3 separate regions of the Mus musculus genome follow, and regions 1 and 2 are each linked to region 3. A link is a contact called in public promoter capture Hi-C data. All regions are on one chromosome and are shown on one strand. The core of a region is the stretch at or near the end of the contact, and the rest is flanking DNA. Distances in the headings are between cores, read along the strand shown.

Region 1 (3,980 bases), core at 344-2,843, 550 kb after region 3:
ACTCTACAAAAGATTGTTAAACAATTTAAAGAGTATACCATTTGTGTGCTAAAAATATTCCCCCTACTGAACCCAACATCCATCAAAAAGGAACAAAATGTAAGGAATTATTTTTATTTGAACACTAAGAAACAAAATTCATTCAGATGGCTAAAGCTTAAAGTAACAATAAAGTTTTACTAGTGCTTCTGGATACGCAATTTGGCATGGTGGAGGCATAACACAGTGAAATAAAAAATTATAGAGATAACTAAATTCTTGTCCAAAAATATTATTATGATAGTTTGGAGAACCAGTCTCTACTCATACTGATTGAGTAGCTGCGTATTCATTCTCCTTCTTATCTTTCATTTCTTTTTCTTATCCTTCTTCATCCTCATCCTCCTTTCCTTCTTCCTCCTCCCCTTATTTCTCTCATTCACCTCCTCCTTCTCCCTCCTTTTTCTCTTCCTCTTTCATTTTGTGATACATGGTCTCATGTGTTCCAGTCTTACTAACTTCTAACTGCCTAGAATCAGATACTGTCCTTACAATATTTATTATTTCCCTCTTGCCTTTTTTTCTTTGATTATAACAAGGTATCCTCTTCCCTCCCCATCTTTCTGTGTCGCCAATTGCTTTTTAAGTAAGAAAAAAATTATATTTTAATATATGTTTACATCTTGGGATACAACTATAATTCAAAGCACAGTAAGACCTAAAATTTACCCTAGTTTAAATAAATATTTTTTGTGTTAGATAATACCTGTTTAAGGCATGATTTCTTTGCAAACACCACAAAGATTGAGCTTCCCATGACACGTGCTTATTCATATATATATATATATATCTTTACTTAGAATTCTTTTTTCCAGTGTCAAGGGTTTCTCTCAGATGGGTATTTGTCATGCATGAGGTTCATTGTAAGGACAGAACCATCTATCCCTACATCTACTTTTATATCTCCCTACTACCAATGTTGACAAGGCACATTCTTTATTCTCTTTTTTCTGTTAACATAGTAGAAAGAATACTTGGTTTGAGAGTAGGTGAACCTTAGTCTGCCTTTAAATGATTCTTTTTACCCCAAGAATGAAGAGAAAGATTGCATGAGTAGCATAGGCTGCATGCTATTTTTCTATTATGGGTATTAGTTCAATATTACTGGCTAATGAGGTCATTGATAAAAATCAAACTTCTTGAAATATTTTTAATATGTACAGTGACCTCAAATTATCAAGGAAAAGACAGAATCTTGGGTTCTTTGTATTCTTGTTTGCAGCATCATAATAATGCTAAAATTTTATGCTGGGTACATATTGTCAAATCAATGTCATTGTCAAAGTCATGGTCAATTAAAAGCATAGTCTGTACTATTATAGCATCCATTATATTCATTTTTCTTTTTAAACTTGCAAAATAAGTTAAAAGTTATATAGACACATTATTTTTCAAAAGAGAGTTTCTCTAATCAGACCTTTATATACTTTAAAAGTTTGAGTAATAGTGGCCTCGCAAAGGTACATTTTAATTAATTCTTTGTGGAAACTATGCAGAGTCTGATGTAATTATGATGAACTTTTTCTGTTCTGTAACTAACCATTGACCCCAGAGAAAACATTACCACATTCTGCTCTAGAGCTCTCAATAAAGCCATTCACTTTCTGTGAAGACAGATTTTATTATATAAAAAAAGAGCAACATCAGAGAAAACAGGAGTGTAATTGTTATGAAAAATAGCTAGGAGAAAAATATTGAAAATTATCGGGTACATGTGTGGTAAGTGTCTTCATCCTTGTACTCTTTTCTCACTCTCAAAACAACTCTATTTGAGCTGTCAGCACAAGTTCTTTGTAGTTTCTATGTTGGAGTTCTCTGTTTGTATCTCAATTTCATTAAAATTGTTCATCACAGAGTTAAGAAGCAAAGATCCAAATCAGATAAAGGAGTTTACTCAACATTTCTTTGTATTCAGTATAGCTCTACTTCATCTATTGAAGTGATAATCTGTGTTTCTGACTCACTGTAGTCACAGGGTTTTACTATAGCATTTGGACACTCTCTCATCTAAGATTAGCATGTCAGGTATATGACTATGTTCTTATTTATTAACTATGTCATCAATTGCCTAGTGGGTACCAAGGTCTCCAATGTGTTCTTTGCTCAGAAGATTCTTGGTTGTCCAGCAATCATACACAGGCTTTTAAAAAATATATTGTTAGATATAATCAGTGTGTCTAACAATCAAGATAAAGGAAATTTGTCAACAAACACAATACACAAGACTCTTGTTTTCCATAATATGCATTTCATAGATTGAGCGTTGTATCTACTGTTAGGCAGATTAGATAAGTTATTTGCCTTTTTGCTGTCAATCTCCTTTTTTCTGACCTTCTAGAAAATTGTATAATTCATGTTGCAATAGAGCTATGATGACCAGAATGGAGAATTTCTTAACTCCACATTAGATTCATCTACCAAGTTTAACCTTTTCTCTGAAACTGGTACACAATTACTGTGTTAATAGCACCTATGTCCAAGCAGCTCTCTAATATGGTACTGATTCCTGAAGTAAGGCAGCCAAATATTAGGTGATGAAAGATGCATTCTTTAATGTTGAGCATTTAAGGTTTTGATAAGGACATTACGAAGGGCGATTCCTGGCTTGGAGAGGGGTTCCTAAGAAGGTGTGTTTGAGAGTAGTAAAAGAATGACTGGAAGTCAATCATGGGTGCAACCTGAAAGCTCTGTGTTCTGCTTTAGCTGGCTCTCCAGAGAGCTGTGTAGATAGTTCAGCTATTGCAGATAAAAGTCCAATCATTTCTTGACTTAATTATTCAACCATTAACCCAGGTTCTCTTTCGATTATTCCACAAATCAGCATTTTATGACTTTAGTCCCTTGATTCAGAGAATCAGCAAGTACTTTTTTTTAAAGATAACAAATGTTCTCAGAGATCTGCCTGACTTTGTAAGCAGAAATAATAAGTTTAGCTATATATAGTCCTATCCTGAAATTACCATTACCACCCTGCCTGAACCTAAAGTCACTCTGTTCTAGGATGACCTTGAACTGAGGAATCTGCCTGCCTGTGTAAGCACAAACAATATATGTAGCTGGGTGGGATGTTTCCCTGAAATTGCCAGTCCCTTAATCTCTTTATCTCTTTCCTTAATATTTTTCTGACAAGCTGGCTCATTAGTGTAACTGTCTGTTCTTTTAGGTCTGTGAAGCCATTCAAAGAGTTCATATCGCATCCCTATATTTTGCATAGTTGAAAATTTATATATTTGTGAACTCATGCTTTCAGAGTTCTTTACCACAGCCCTAAGGGCTGTCCTTAGCCACAGTGTTTACTTTTTTGATGAAGAACATATTCTTGCCTCCCAGACTCACCTTGTTTCTAATTATCATAGAGACATTTAACATAACAGGTAAAATATTTCTCAAAGGAGGAACGTGAATATATGTTACAAACAAGCCCCACACCCAAGAAACCATCAGCACTCATAGAAACCCAATTCTTGCTGTCTCTGCTCCAGGGGTGGGAAAACCTGTTATGTTGTCCCTTCCAGAGCAATGCAGAACTCAGCAGGATACTACACCATACCATAGGTATCTGAAGTGCTATCTTAAAGCATGTAGCTTATCTTTAAATTTAAAACCAAATATATGATGCCTTTTTATTTTTCTTTGTATATATATACCTAAACTCCAAAGGATTTAGAGTAAGACTGAGACCTCTAAAAAGTATGCTTCTTTACTTCCTTCAATTTTTTTTAATAATTAGTCCATACTAAGGTATTTTAGAAATGAGGAGATGTTTTAAATATAACAGTGATACTGCTATCATTCACTTCAATTGGAAAGTATTAGAGATTTGTCTTCACTTTGACCTAGTAATTTTTAATTCAATAAGGAAAGGCCATATTCTCTTTTAGTTGTGCAACTAACTCAATTTTTAGGTTGAGAATAGGCACATTTTCTATCTACTATCCACC
Region 2 (4,191 bases), core at 1,544-4,043, 520 kb after region 3:
CTGATATAAATATTTTTTATGTCTGTCATATTCTTTCCTGAGTTTGTAGAGTTCCTACTAAGGAAGAATCATAATTTCACTTCCCACATATCTCTATCATTGGGAGAAAAATATAAGGAAAAATATATAATTATTTCACCAGAAATGATATGAAATGAAAACGAGATAAAAAGAGTATATTTACCTTAGGCAAAGGTTTAGCAGGTTTGCAGTGGAGTCCTCCAACATAGTCAACATTTGGTAAGGTTGGGTGAGGAAACTCCAAATCCCAGTTGGATCTAATGAGCCACATTTCTGCCTTGCCCATTGTCTCAGCTAAGGTGGTGGGCCTTCCTAGATGGAGAAGATGAGAAAATTAGACAGAGAAAAGTTGACAGGACTGTCTGCTGAGTATAAAATATATTTCCTTAAAGACGTTGGAAGAATTTGTATTTGATATAGAACTTGTACATTTAAAATGTAATATTTTTATATGTAATATATCATAGATAATTGATTTGTGGATTAAAGATACCTGTTAATTTGTGTTTCTTTTCTTTCCTTTTTCTTTTTTCTTTTTCTTTCTTTTTTCTTTCTTTCCTTCTTTCTTTCTTTCTCTCTTTCTTTCTTTCCTTCCTTCCTTCCTTCCTTCCTTCCTTCCTTCCTTCCTTCCTTCTTTCTTTCTTTCTTTCTTTCTTTCTTTCTTTCTTTCTTTCTTTTTTTTTTTGAAACAGGGTTCCTCTGTATAACCCTGGCTGTCCTGCAACTCACTCTGTAGACCAGGCTGGCCTCAATCTTAGAAATCTGCCTGTCCCTGCGTGCTGGGATTAAAGGCATGTGCCACCATTGCCTGACCTTGTATTTACTTTTAAAGCAATATGTAAGAGTTATTTCATGTTTCCTCTGTAATTTAAAACTGTAAATAATTACAGAAATAACTCAACAAGCAAATATATAAAGCAGCACACATTTTTTTCTTCTCCAAATCTTCAAAAAAAAAAAAAAAAAAAAAACCAAAACTATGTAAATACAAACACACATTCCATGACCAAAACTCTCACCACCCTGAGTACCCTGACCAGAATTCCAAGGATCATGATAGTTTATAGCTATTTTCATTCCTTTCAGGGAGCTGTAAAGTTTATAAATGATTGAATTTGTGGTTAATGCTTCTATTATTTTTTATATTGAGTTATTTAATAGTACTTATACTATAAAGCAATCTCGATACATTCAGAATTATGAGAATAGAAATTTTTTGGCTAGTCTTACATGTGGTACATTTTTAAGAGCAAAAAGGTGACTTCAAAAAAGCACAGCATATGTGTCGATGCCTTTGTAAAATTTAGGCATTTGCAATTGAATTTAGGAAATGGCCCAATAAGCAAATGTGGGACTGGTAGAAATATCTGTTCCACTTTTAAACTTTGGAAATAATATAATGGTTTTCAAGATAAGGGGGATTTTTAAATGATAAACAAAGAAAATATTTTGTTTTATCTTTACATTTATATGTATGTGTATCTGCACAAGTATATATTGTTTATGCCAGTGTCTGTGGAGATGATAAATGGCAGCAGTTTCCTTGAAGCTGAAGATACAGGCAATTTTGAGCCACTGTACATGAGTGGTGCCTGGAAGAGTGCTCTGGTACTATACTATACAGAAACAATCTTAACTCTTTGGGCATGTTTTCTGACCCTACATTTTCATTTTAAATAAAGACCCAGGCCGAGGCAAGAGAAAATAACTCCTTCCATATATATATATTATAAAATATGTCATTAAATGAGTAAAGAATCACTTAGGGACCATCTAATTTCATCTCTATGTAATTGTATAGCTAACCAAAATGTCTTCTATCAGCACTGATACCGATACCTTCTCCTATTTGATCAAATATATGAGTTTTTACAAGAGCTTGTGAGTTTGATAGTTTATATCATTATACATTTGATCACTTATAAAAGACTCTTACACTTTCTATTTCATGGACATAAAGATTTCCATACTTGTGAAACTTAGGTATTCAAGCAACTTAGAAAAAAATTTAACTTACCCAAATATTCACTGTAAAATGAGTCCCATTTCTTATCATTAAACATCTGGAACCAAAAGTCAAAATAAAGCCTGCATATCATATTTTTTACTCTCTCTATGAATGTCATTTGTCCACCTAATCCTGACAGAATTACAGGTACATAAGAGGGAGGGAGTAGAAATCTCCCGCTGGACTTTTCAATTTGGTAGCCTGGAGAGAAGCGGATACTGTACAGAAAAGGAATCTGGAGCAGTTCAGCTATGAGCTCCCCACAGGAAGCAACAGGATCTGACAAAAGCACATCAAACTTGGATTCCTGTAGCTTTGTCATGAGCTCTTTGTTTGAAACAACATCTTTACAAAGACTTAGAAAATAATCAGAAAATTCATCAATCATATTTTGCAGTAAAGGAGAATATGACAAACATGTATCCCTTGGCATTTCATAAGTCCACACATCCACAAACTTAATGAAAAAATTTTCCAGATTGTCTTTACTGACAGATGTAGGAAAAGTTTCAAACTTAAGGCCAGGTGATTTTTTGGGATCAAGAACATAGTAAGCTGAAGGTCTCAGAACAGTGACTTCATGGCCTCTCTGTACCAGTTCATCCAGTATTATTTTTATGTTCATCCAATGACTGAATTCCATCGGCCACACCAACACTTTCCCACATTTCACAGATCTGAAGCAGCAACTTATCTGCAGCAGCAGCAGAGCAGAAATCCACTTTCCAGGCATCCTGAAAATCAAAATCCTTCTCTTCACAGTCCATTTACTTTTGTCACTGCTTGACCTTTTATCCAAGAAGCTTCAGCCCAGAGGTTAAACTATAACTTGCATTTCCCAGAGCTGATAATTAAATGACCAGAACTATGGTGATGGGAAAATAATTGAAGAATGATTTCAATTAATCCCTGTTTACATGAGAGTGATTCATGTCTCTTATGATGGCATGTTTTCAAATAGCCAAGAAATAATGATGTCATGTTCAATTATTAATGGTACGTAGATATTAAAATATTCTAAAATGTCTCATAAAACTAGTGACCTCATAATATGGCTGGTCTCTGAATTCTCCTCTATATGACCTTGAAAACATATTAATTTACATAGTTAAATGTCATGATGATTCTTCCCTTTCCTTTAATGTGACCAATTATTCTGATTCAATCATGGACTGTTCTAATAATCAATCCAATATTAGAAATAACAGTCTTCATTTAAAAGGCTGGTTCTAGACATTTTAAGAGACATATGGACCTGGAGGGCATCATCTTGAGTGAGGTAACCCAATCACAAAATATGTACTCACTGATAAGTGGATATTAGCCCAGAAACCTAGAATACACAAGATAGAAGATACAATTTGCAAAACACATGAAACTCAAGAAGAACGAAGACCAAGGTGTGGACACTTTGTCCCTTCTTAGAATTGGGAACAAAACATCCATGGAAGGAGTTACATAGACAAAATTTGGAGCTGAGTCAAAAGGATGGTCCATCTAGAGACTGCCATATCCGAGGATCCATCCCATAATCAGCTTCCAAACGCTGACACCATTGCATACACTAGCAAGATTTTGCTGAAAGGACCTAGACATAGCTGTCTCTTGTGAGACTATGCTGGGGCCTAGCAAACACAGAAGTGGATGCTCACAGTCAGCTATTGGATGGATCACAGGGCCCCCAATGGGGGAGCTAGAGAAAGTAAGCAAGGACCTAAAGGGATCTGCAACCCTATAAGTGGAACAACAATATGAACTAATCAGTACCCCCCGGAGCTCATGTCTCTAGCTGCATATATATCAGAAGATGGCCTAGTCGGCCATCAGTGGAAAGAGAGGCCCATTGGTCAGTCGTGCAAACTTTATATGTCTCAGTACAGGGGAATGCCAGGGCCAAGAAGTGGGAGTGGGAGGGTGGGGGAGTGGGTCAGGGAGCGTGTGGGGGACTTTTGGGATAGCATTGGAAATGTAACTGAAATAAATACCTAATTTAAAAAAATACCTTATATTGAGTTCAGTATATATTCTTGCTTGCTATTATAATTGACATTATTTTATTAATTGTTGTGTTTCCATTTATCTTTAGAGATCTTCTGAGATAGAGGTGGAACATTCTGAAATTTCATCTAAAAAGTATAAAGAGGGCAAATGCCACACCCACT
Region 3 (3,811 bases), core at 1,141-3,640:
TGTGTATGTTTATGTATGTATGTATGTATGTATGTATGTATGTATGTATGTATGTATATAGATGTGTTTGAATGTGTGTAGTATTTGAAAACAAATTTGTAATATATATGCTTCTCATATGTATGCTTAGAGATATATAAATTCATTGTATGAGTATCTGTGAAAAGTTACCACAATTGTAACCTTGTTAATTTATGATCAATAAGTATCAAGATATGTTCTTGAAATACAGTCAAATACCATTATTTAGGAATCGTAACTTAGGGAAACACTTTTCCCTTTAACTCTAGATGTAGTTTGTTCTATGTAGCAGCTAGAACCTTGATGTGTGCTCCTATAAATGAACTGAGAATTTTGTGCTGTCTGGTTTTGAGACAGTTGGATGCAGCCTAGAGTGGTTCCTCAGTGACTAATGAAGCTACAGTGGACCCTGAATGCTAGATCCTCTTCCTCCTCACCTCAACTGCAGAGATGGAAGGTGTGTGCACCCCAGCCCAGTGCAAACATTTAAGGGGATTCTGTTTCAGCATTTCATTGAGACAGTGTCTTACTATATTACCCTGGTTTCCCTCAGAGAGAAATTTTTATTATGCCTGAGTTCTTTGATTTTGCTCTTGATTCATGACTGATTGTTTAATAATTTGGTATGTATAGATGTGTTTACAGATAATATGGATACATGCCTTAAAATATGGAGAGAGACATGTATGTTCAGTAAAACACTAAGTAATACCCAATATGTCTACATTTCAAGATTCTATGTTTGAAACACAATTTCAACTGACTCCAATAAATCAATTAGATTCCCCCATGTTTTGCATTCACATATTTCCTCTGTATAGAGCAGAGATAGAATATTCACAGCTGTGCAGAAGTTTAGTAGGTTAAAGGGGAAGATCTTTTAAATCATAAATAAAAAAATAATTTATATAAAAAGTCCTCCTTTGATTGTAAATAGAAAGATGATAGATAGATATTTACCTATGCTAGAAGTATGTATAATCCTCAGTGTATTTTATAAGTCATGAAGACTTTGCCTTTGTTTAAAGCATATGTTTTAGAGGCTGGTGTAACACATTAGAAGGTAAAGGTATTCCATGCAAGCTAAAGACTTGAGTTCAATCTCTATACAAGCGTAAACACCTAAATTGATCCCAAGAACATACATAGAGGTAGAAATAAGAACTCTTCAAAGTTTAATCTGGCCTCTACATAAGCAACCCAGAGCACAATCCCCCTTTCCCATGACACAAGTGTGCATGTTCATACACATGATAATAATAGCAATGAATATAATAAAGTGGCAAAGATATTAATGACAATGAAGGCACCAGTCAGGTAAAAGTGTTGCTTTAAAACACGAGGAAAAATGTCTTGGGCCTATGTAATTTCTTAGAGAAATAATCATAGTTTTGTTATGTGAGTGTGTGCTGACAATTCATAGACAAGGTTTTGCAACTGACACTGGAATACAAAGTTCTTTACAATGCTTGAATTTGACAGCTAATTTTCTAGTTTTCCCATCATTTTATTTAGGAGAGACAAATCATTCCCCTGTCAGACCTGTTCTTAGACATTCACATTCAATGACACAGCAAATTGAGAATCCAGCAATCCCACCAGGGCACTGAACAGGGCACTTACCTAATACTTCAGTATAAAGCTGATTCCAGTTCTTCTCATTAAATGTTTGGAACCAAAAGTCAAAACACAGCATATAGATGACATTTCTCACCCTCTCCATGAAAGTCATCCTGTCACTCAATTCTGACATAACAACAGGCACATAGGAAGGAGGCAGTGGGAGTCCCCCACTGTACTTCTCATAAGTGGAGCCAGGAAAGAAGCGGAGACTGTACACAAGGGGGATCTTGAGAACCTCAGCCAGCAGATCACCGCAGGGTATGAAGGGATCTGCCAGGATCACATCAAACCTTGATTTTTGTAGCTTTGTCATGAGTTCTTTGTTAAAAACTACATCTTTACAGAGACTTTCAAAATATTTTGAATCTACCCAAACCATTTCTTGCAACATTAAGAAGTATCCCCAAAATGACTGCTTTGGCAGCTCATAAATATATTTCTTGAGTGATTCCCAGAAAATTTCCTCTAACTCAGATAAGGAGTATGATGTAGGATAAGTCTCGAATTCAATAGCAGATGTGTTGTCAACCTCATAAGATAAGGATGCTGAAGGTCTCAGAACCATCACTTCATGACCCTTCTTCAGAAGCTCGTCTAGGATTGTCTTCAAGTTGAGCCAATGGCTGAACTCCATTGGCCACACCAGCACCTTCCCACCAGTCCCAGATCCAAAGAAGCCACTCAGCTGGAGCAGGAGCAGGAGCAGGGCTGCTGTCATTTTCACAGGCATCTTGGTTAACTTCAGGCCTGCCTTCCAAAGGATGATTGCTCAGCTCTTACAGATATAGAAAGAGCAGTAATCAGTCAGTTAAAGTGTAACTTGTACACACCAAAGCAAATAGAAATGGGAGTCACAGCCTCTGGAGGGCAAATGCCAAAACCTGGATGCAGATGTGAAAGTGGGAAATGACTCTGGATTCTCAGTGATCTTGAATGTATACTGTATTTGGAGAACAGTGAAAAGTAAGATCTCTCTTTCTCCCTTCCTTTCACTCTCTCTTTCTCCTAATGGAGCTTCTTTGATAAAGAATCTGAAGTAAAGGCAAACTGTCCAGTCACATTTTTATAAATACCATAGGTCAGTGTTTTGTCATATGAATATTGGCAACACTGACCAGTTACCATACTACTTAGTGATTTTAAGTATATGGCTCAGAGGTCTATAGTGTAATCTCAGAATTAAACACACTGCACTTACGTTTAGAGCATATTATAATCTAGATGGAAGCCCCATTCTTTTAGTCTTCCCATTAGCTCCATCTCTACCCCATCAAGAACCTGCTTACTTGTAACTAGTCAGCCTAGCAAAAGTGAAGAGATAAGGAGACATTTGTGTTTTCCTCTTTGACTCTCAGACTATTGAAAGACTTTCCCCAGTAACTTTCTGCTAGGAGAAGAAATGTTTGATCTCTGGGGACACCCAGAGGAGGAATTTGTATCCAGGAGGGCAATTTACAAGTTAGGGCAGGCTAACATTTCTGGTGACTAGGAGCTAAGTTAATGGTGGGCAAGGTCCCATGCCATTCCTGGAAAGCTTAGCTATGCAGATGCCTTGTAAGAATCCCAAAGATGGAATTAAGGGTGACTGGCTCCTTTTGTCTCTCTTCCTAAAGTGATCACACTGAATATATTCTGCATTTCACTATTAATTTGGCTCTTTTATGGATTTATTGAGCTAGGTTTGTTTGTAAGTGACAGCTTACACTCCCCTATATTGTTTTTCCTGCAGTGACCATGCCTTAGTCATCTTTATATAGAACAAAGTAATACTTAGTAAATGGTTTTTGAATGAATCCAAAAATCTAGTTCTCTAATTCTGCTTACAAGTAGCATAAAATTCTAAATGTAAAAACGGGACTGTCCTCTGATATCATAGCTATTTTAGACAGAACTTGATAGTTCCATACTAGAAATGGGAAGAGTGTCTCAAGGCATAGTGTGATTTTTAAATATTGAGGACAGTGGTTATTTTAAAATTTCTTTTTAATTAAGAAAACCCAGGATTTTCTTTTCCATGTTTTGAACCTGATGGCTGTATAACATTAAAAAACAGTTCAATGTTAACTAAGTTATATAAAAACAATTTTCTTTGACAGAGAAGCTTCAGTATTTAAATGAACAATAATAAATAACCAAATAACATAGATCAGCTTATTCAGCTGCTTCA

The links. Promoter capture Hi-C pulls out the DNA fragments that hold promoters and counts their contacts.
Region 1: a promoter capture Hi-C map of liver shows a contact between it and region 3, with 5 times the contacts expected there. The contact joins the enhancer-like site here to the promoter of Ugt2b34 in region 3. A contact is called at or near these places in 9 of 39 promoter capture datasets (the 3T3-L1 cell line, cranial neural crest, embryonic stem cells and 5 more).
Region 2: a contact with region 3 is called in a promoter capture Hi-C map of liver, with 5 times the contacts expected there. The contact joins the promoter of Ugt2b38 here to the promoter of Ugt2b34 in region 3. A contact is called at or near these places in 12 of 39 promoter capture datasets (the C10 cell line, cranial neural crest, embryonic stem cells and 6 more) and 1 of 484 Hi-C or Micro-C datasets (cortical neurons).

What each region holds. Positions count from the first base shown.
Region 1 is chr5:87,453,663-87,457,642 of GRCm38.p6, forward strand. No RefSeq gene overlaps it. Among named protein-coding and RNA genes, the nearest start is that of Ugt2a2, 27 kb to the right of the region's middle. Within about 2 kb of position 1,594, at least 7 of the 459 cell types and tissues checked have an H3K27ac peak or open chromatin away from gene starts, as enhancers often do. A contact at or near this core is called in liver, where this site is marked.
Region 2 is chr5:87,421,410-87,425,600 of GRCm38.p6, forward strand. It overlaps Ugt2b38 (UDP glucuronosyltransferase 2 family, polypeptide B38), which reads right to left and starts at 2,794. Exons shown (of 6, transcript NM_133894.2): 1 at 2,039-2,794; 2 at 185-333. The coding sequence starts at 2,762.
Region 3 is chr5:86,904,547-86,908,357 of GRCm38.p6, forward strand. It overlaps Ugt2b34 (UDP glucuronosyltransferase 2 family, polypeptide B34), which reads right to left and starts at 2,391. Exons shown (of 6, transcript NM_153598.2): 1 at 1,645-2,391. The coding sequence starts at 2,374.